2 separate regions of the Zea mays genome follow, and region 1 is linked to region 2. A link is a contact called in public Hi-C data. All regions are on one chromosome and are shown on one strand. The core of a region is the stretch at or near the end of the contact, and the rest is flanking DNA. Distances in the headings are between cores, read along the strand shown.

Evidence for each region. A called contact is a pair of places that touch in the nucleus more often than the background predicts.
Region 1: a Hi-C map of tassel shows a contact between it and region 2, with 2.7 times the contacts expected there. The contact joins the promoter of LOC100285566 here to the promoter of LOC100280828 in region 2. A contact is called at or near these places in 2 of 25 Hi-C or Micro-C datasets (ear and tassel).

What each region holds. Positions count from the first base shown.
Region 1 is chr3:206,234,579-206,238,462 of Zm-B73-REFERENCE-NAM-5.0, forward strand. LOC100285566 (ubiquitin domain containing 1) reads left to right here and starts at 1,938. Exons shown (of 4, transcript NM_001158457.2): 1 at 1,938-2,149; 2 at 3,785-3,884. The coding sequence starts at 2,116.
Region 2 is chr3:205,839,750-205,843,320 of Zm-B73-REFERENCE-NAM-5.0, forward strand. It overlaps LOC100280828 (heat shock factor protein HSF30), which reads right to left and starts at 1,601. Exons shown (of 2, transcript NM_001367142.1): 1 at 1,180-1,601; 2 at 470-1,037. The coding sequence starts at 1,443. The coding sequence ends at 552.

The sequences.
Region 1 (3,884 bases), core at 688-3,187, 400 kb after region 2:
TATAATTTAGACAAAACTAATTAAGTTTATATATTTATATATGTAATATATTTGTATACTATCCTAAATAATATGAGAGAGATAGTTATATGCTACATTTATGTTATAGCGAAGCAAGTAGAAGAGTGTGTTATAAGTTGTGCATCGGAAAAATATCATGTAAATCTATAGAATCAATTTCTATCTCTCACCCGATGAATTTGAGATAGGCTTATATGATAACTTTGGAAAGTGGTGGAATGTCACATTCTAAAAAATAGCATATTCCATTAGTAAGATTCCAATTCCTCAAAATGAAAGGAAACAAACGGGACCTGATGGATTATGATCTTTGATGGACTTTTGTTACACCATCATAGATGTTACAATGGATGAACGCCTGGAGCGATGTGTCATATTTAGAATATATATTATTGCAACTATATTATCCCCTAAGTCCTATAGAAGGATATGTTACTTGCTTTGCACAACTTTGTATAAATTGTGGTGTAAGATAGAAAATGATAGCACCTCAACCTCATCCATTCTCGTTATTCCAGATGAACAATGAGACATATATCTTGAAGAATATGCTTGAGTTATGAGGGATAACAACTTTGACAGATGTCATCGTCAGGGGAGCGAATGCTTATATTGATCACAATTGTGAGACAACAAATGTCATATTCTATGCCCTGGGGGCATCAACTTCATGATCAATATGTGAATCTTTATGGAAGTTTCTATCAAATATAAAGATCTAGTCGATCGAACACCATCAGTTAAAGTAGCTTGTTTATGTCGATACGTGCACTTACCTCGTATATCCTAGAAGTTAGTAGAGGTGAAGTTCCTGATATAATCCTTGCAACAGTATGCAATCCGTTTGCTAAATCTCTATGTGCGTATACTTCCAGAAGAAGATGTTGTGCCATATTGATACAGTTTTGCGAGGATCAGGGGGAGCACATTTCTAAATTTAGCCCTTGTAGAAGATTCGATGGAATTCTGATTCAGAAGATCGAAATTTGTCCTGATGACATTTGTTGTACTCTTTTTCCTTGGTGAGTTTTTTGAAGTTTCTCACATAAGGTTTTTAATGAGGCAACAAAGTGCAAATGCAATTTGTGTCACCATGTACTCTTTCTCCATATTTTTCCCACTGAGTTTTTGGGAGTTTTAAAGAGGCATGTGTTGGTCGCGGTATTCGCCCAAGGGGGAGTGTTAAGTAACCCTAGTTAGGGTTATGTGGGTAAATACCGACTTTGCCTCTGAGGAGTCTCATATCTCTATATAAGGAACATGTACACCCCTTCATATTACAGAGATCAGAAAGAGGTTATAGGCTCAACCCTATATCTCGTGTCTCGTGTGTTTCCTCTGTCGTGCTTATGGGAAGGGAGACAGGTCCTCTATAGCTTCTTGCGCCTCTACTGCTGACGGGAGAGAAGGGAGCGGATCTAATGATTCGTGATAACGTAGTTCTCAATACAAGGAATCTGCTCTTTGCTGGCATTTGCTATCCACGCTGAGAAGAAACGAACCAACAAATGGGAATTAGGAACCACAGGCAATACGAGCAGTTTAGGACATGGAAAAAAGAAAGGAAAAAAGAAATAATAAAAATAGTCAGAATACTATTTTAGTAATAACACTTATAAATACTGTTATGGACAATTTTAAATTAAAAGAGTCCTATAATAGCAATAAACTTATCGGACTGCTAAGACGGGGCAGAAGCACGTTTGAATTATTGTAAGCCCATTTGCGTCACCAGGCCGACTCTGGGCTATGAACTGTGTACGCTCGGCCGGACCAGCCCATACAACGGACCCAACTTCACAAAACCAACCAAAAGGGGCCGAAGACCTTGTTCGTCGGCGTATCCGGATTATGCTGGCTAGGACCTAGGAGCGTGCGGGGCCACCAACCGATGCGTCCGTCCCGTCCACACCAGTACACCACCATCCCCCACCGGCCACCACTTCTGCTCCGCGTCCGCTTTTCAGCTCTCCACCGCTATCTCGCACGTCGCTCCCCAAATCATCCCATCCTACGCCCGCGGCCGTGGCACCGAATCCAGAAGCGTCTAGAAGGGGGAGGTGGTCGCCCATGACCGTCTGACCGGCCGTCGCCATGGGATGCGCTGGATCCACTCCAAAGACTGACGGTCTATCCCCCTTCCTATTCTACTGTTTCTTCTCCGTTGTTTTCTGTATGGTTCAGATTGGGATCTTATATTAGATGACCGTTGCATCTTCGGTAATTCGGTTCTGGAACCGAGTTTAGGATACGGTGGGTAGCTGGTTTATCAGCGTCCTTGGTTCTTGTATGAGCTGGGTGGGTAGCGATTGGTAACTCGAATTAGCTCCGCCTGCCATCGATGGTTAATTGAGCTCCAGGACCATCGCCATGGTGGTTCCAAGGAAGAGCCATGATCGGCTTATATGTAGCACAGCTTCTTGTGAATCGTGATTGAGTCACGGCCGACGGATGGAGGGAGAAGATATTGGTATTGCCACAAAGCAATTGAAGGGATGACCTGCTCCCTTTTGGGCAAAAAGGTAGATCATACAGTTGTTGGGGAGACGAAGACATGTCTGGTTGTCATAAAAATAACTGGAACTGACCGCTTATTCTTCATGTGACAGATGCACTGCTGCAGCTCTGTTCATGCCCAGCAGAATTAACGATGAGATAATACAGTATTAATGGCTAGCTGAGATGATGGTTTATTCTTGTTGTTGGGGGAAGCCATTTCGTTGGTTTAAAAAAATTGCTTTCCTTAGGGCAGCAAAATCAAATATGCGGTGATATGCAAGATAAATTGAAGTGATAACTTAATCTATTTGTAGGAGGAAAGCCATGGATTGATTAAGAGGATTTACTTTGTGTTAGATGATTATCTTTGCTGCACCTACATTATCCATAAGGTATTAAGGTGCAGTTCAGATAGGAGCAAGATGACGATAGCAGATTGGTTGCCTGTGCAGTTCCCTTGTTTGATAAATACTAGTCATGCTGTTGGACCAAGGGAAATGACTTCACACTTTTTTATTGATTCTGATCTGATGCATCCTTAGTGTAGCACTTTAGAAGGTTCATTAGGCTGTAATATTTTTGCATGCCTCAAGAAAATCACTTTTCTATCTAGAGAATTAGGTTTAGGTAAAGACATTTTTTTATCTTCGACCATCATGTCAAGAATAGTGGTATTTTAGAAAGCATGTCGTCAATATGTTGATACCATTTTTTTTTATAAAAAGTGATGTAGCATGTCGTATATTTGTAAAAAAAAGAACATTTGCATAATACTCCCTCCATTTTTTTTATTTGACGTTTTGCAGTTCATTTGTACATTAGTTGGCGTCAAATAAAAAAGGATGGAGGTAGTACAATATACTACAATTGAAACTAATATCTTGAAAATCAGGTACTGTGCCTGCATCCAAATCACCATGTTTTTTTACAAGAGGAATTAATAGGTTTGTTTTTAAACAGGTCCATTCAAGTATTTTGTCAGCATTTTTTAGATAAAGGAAGTGTTTCATCAACATGCTCAGATCTTTGTTTAGAAAGAGCAAAATAACATATATAATATGCCAATGCTTGCTGGTAGAATGATATTTGGCCACATAACGTGCACATCCCTTGTATGTTTCTTGATTGTATTAGCTTGGTAGAATGTAGTATGATGGCATTGCTTATTTACAATGGAAATCATTGTGCTGATATACTCACTTGTTAATGCCCAACACTTCCTCTTCGTCTCAGATTAATGCTCAACATTTTCTCTTTGTCTCAGATAATGGTAAGAATTTGAAGAAACCAAAGCCTTGGAAGCACACCCAAGCAATAACGCCGGCACAACTCAGACAGATGCGTGATGAATTTTGGGACACTGC
Region 2 (3,571 bases), core at 351-2,850:
TCTACTGTACAAGTGCAACCACCGGTATGCCGGAGTCTCTAAATGCAGGCTGCAATATAAAGTAGGTGGGGGTATCTTTCCCCAAATTGGTCGACAAAGAAGACAGTCATTCTAAAATGCTTGTAGAAAAGACCTGGGATATGATTGTAAAATGCTTGTAGTAAAGATTGAATAAAGAGCAGTGAGAGAACATGTAGTTTTAAAAGCTTCCAGCTGCTGGCGTAGTAAACATAGAGATGATTCTTTTCAGACTTTTAACTATTTAGCCGAAGAGGAACCGTTGTCACGAAGACACACGAACACCGCAAAGAGCGCTGCCAAACGCTCGCCACGCTTAAAAACTTTTCTTCAGGCACTGTTACTTACTAAAATAGTACTGTTTTCGTTATTTTTTTATTAATCACGTTTAAATTTAAAAATGAACTTATTTTTTATTTGTCGCGTTTAAATTTAAAAATGAAGCCGACGGTAAAACGGAAGGCAGTAACTGCTGAAACCGAGGCAAAGCTATAATACAGTGCAAGTCATATATACACCAGTCCCTATCTACCCTAGTAGAACACTTGGCCGAGAACAGAGAACGGAAACGGCACGGCGCCCCCGCCCCTGCTGTGCGCCAGGTCCACGGCTTCAGCCCCGATCCGCCGCCTCTTGGCCGGCTGCGCCTCCGACCCCTTGTCGATCAGGGCCAGCTCCTCCTCCTTGGCGAGCATGGCGCGCAGCACGAGGCCCGGGTCGTCGGCGAGCTTGGCGAGGAACGCCATCATCTGGGCCGGCCGGCTCTCGGCGGCGCGCAGGCGGCGGTCCATGGCCCGCAGCTCGTCCTCCACCCCGCGCTGCTGCTCCCGCAGGCGCTGCACGGCCCGGATGGTCCCGCGCACCTCCTCCCCGGCCTCGCACAGCTCCCGGCCGCCGCCGCCGGCGCCGGCGCCCGCCTTCTTCCTCTTGCGCACGACCAGCGGCAGCAGGCGCGCCTGGCCCCGCAGGAACGACTCGTGCGCGAACTCCCACCGGTCCGTGTCCACCTTCCTGAACCCCTGTTAAAAAAATAACGGTACGCATGCGTGCCGAGAGCTGTTACTCACACGAGGAGGAGTGGTAGCTGAGTCCTGAGTGAGCGCTGAGCGGACAGCGGAGCGGGGGCAGAGGAGCTGAGGAGGTAGCGCGCATATCACTCACGTAGGTGTTGAGCTGCCGGACGAAGCTGGCGAAGTTGCGGTGCTTGAAGTAGGAGGGCAGCAGGTAGTCGGAGAAGGTGGCCGGGTCGAGGACGTGGAAGGTGTTGCTGGCGCCACCCCAGCGCACGACGGCGTCCGTGGCCGGGTCGCTCACCATGTGGAACGTCTTGGCCACGAACGGTGCGACGGCGGCGCCAGCCTGCTCCTGCTCCTGCTGCGGGCTGGTGGCGACGCCGACGCCGTAGCCCTTGCACTCGCTGCCCATGGCTCTTAGCTTGCTCGATAATACACACAACAACGTAAGGATCCCGATCCCCCAGTTCCCGTTCCGTTCCCTGTGGAGCGCTCACGGCGAAGAACCGGATAAGGAAGCAGCAGCTCGCTTTGCTTTCTCTCGCTGTCCTGTTCGTTCGGTGCCTGTGTGTGTGGTGGCCGTGTGGTTTGCCTTCTTTTATTCGTCTCCTTCGTCGGTGGTTCGGGGGTGGGGGCGAGTCCTACTCCTACGTGTCCTCAGATATTTCTGTCCGGGGCGGTAAAGCGCCTGCCACCGCCTATATATCTATCTCCTCAGGTCGTGGTACGGGCCGAGGAGCGCGGACTCGGCGGCAACAAATGGAACCATATGATTCGCGAGGCGATGTGGCGCTGGTGTTGTGCCGGATTTTGGGAGGATTCGATGCTTGTCGCTTAGGGGCCACGTGTGAGCGGCACAGGCATAAAGTGTCGCGCTGTCCCCTCCCCTGGGTCATGGGCTCATAGCAAGTCAGTTTTTCTTCACAGGCGTTGCGCTTTTCTTTCCTAATATATATATCTATCTAGTCTGCTGTGCCCTTTTTTTAGCGGGATATGGATGATATCGGCGATCTTAGGACGACGTGACAGCGCATCGACGAACAGTGTTTCGAATGACATACGCAGAAGGCAATCTTTGAGCGGGACAAGAGTTTTGTGCTTCTTGTAAATCTGGGAGAGACTGCTGGGCTCGGTCACTCTGCTCTTCACGCGCGGAGAGCACAGCCAGCTCACCACCCCTTTATTAGTAACTATAAGGCTGCCCGCACTCGTGAACGCCAAACGGGACGCTACCCCTGTTTAGCGTACAGTTCGCGTGCAGTGGGTAGCGCTAAATGGAACTGAACGATAGTGTGCGGGCTTCGGGACGGTACGGCGAGCGTCGTACGGCGTGGCGCTCTATACTCTCTCTCCTCCCGCACCAACGGCGTGGTTGAATTAAATATATGATAGTTGATATAGAGTATGGATATAGAGTAATATGAGTGCGGAGGATTATGGTATAGAGTAAAGAATTTTTCTGATCAGGACAGAATATTCTTTTTAGGGTAGAAATTTAGAGTAGTATGAGTGCGGATAGCCTAAGGACCTCCGGAAACTGAACGGCCAAGTGATCAACTGAGGCGGACAGGCGGTGAAAGGAAGAGGTGGGAGAAGGGCGGTCTGGCACGCGTTATCGAAAGAAATGTGTGCATCATGCTCATGGCCAACGCAGATATGCAGCAGCTTGAGGTGCAGGGTAGGTGTGGATGTGCCCGCGCAGTGCAAGCCAACCGCCTGACTCCATTTGGGGTCGGCGTGGACAGCTAGCAACACGCGCGGTGACGGACAGGGCCAAGCCGAGCCGATAGCGAGGGCTCCGCGCGCACGTCATCGCCTGCGTCCACGTCGCAACCAAGCGCCCAATCGCGTTCATGTAAATAAATAAATAAATAGTTCGAATTTGAACGCCCCAAAAAAATTGAGCATATATACAGTGGCAAACCGAGCCCACGTTGTTGCCTGATTCAAGCGCAGCTGCCCCTCCGGAAAACTTTGCGGCGAAAATAGTGGAGTCAGACAGCGTCAAATTGAGCTCGCGATACGCCTTGGATCGAGCTCCTGCCTCTCAGATCGAGACTTTGCTGGCACCTTGGTTGGCGAACTAGCTAGAGGGATAAACGGCATGTACATGGAACCATACAGTTGAGTTATGGCAAGACTTGCTAGGATTTTCCAGGAAAGGCCACATGAGATGGGCGGGCGAGGAAAACTCTGTTTGGTTGGCGACTAACTGTGTCATACTTTGACTAAGGTTAGTCGTTCGAATTGAAGAACTAATCTTAGATAGAAAAGTTAGGCAAAGTGTGGCAAGTTAGGTAGTAAACCAAACAGGCCTTTATGAACCAAGTCTGCACAATATATCGTGGACAGGCCTGCTTGTTTGGTTCAGATTAGCAAGAGATTATATGCCCATAAATCTCCTCGATCTAAACATCATGCAATCAAACAAGCGCTCACCTTATCCCACATAGTATGTACTTTTAATTATATTTTACTACATTCATCTAAAATATTTTCTCTCTACCTATAGGGCGTCTCTAACTATTCCCCTATCTAGC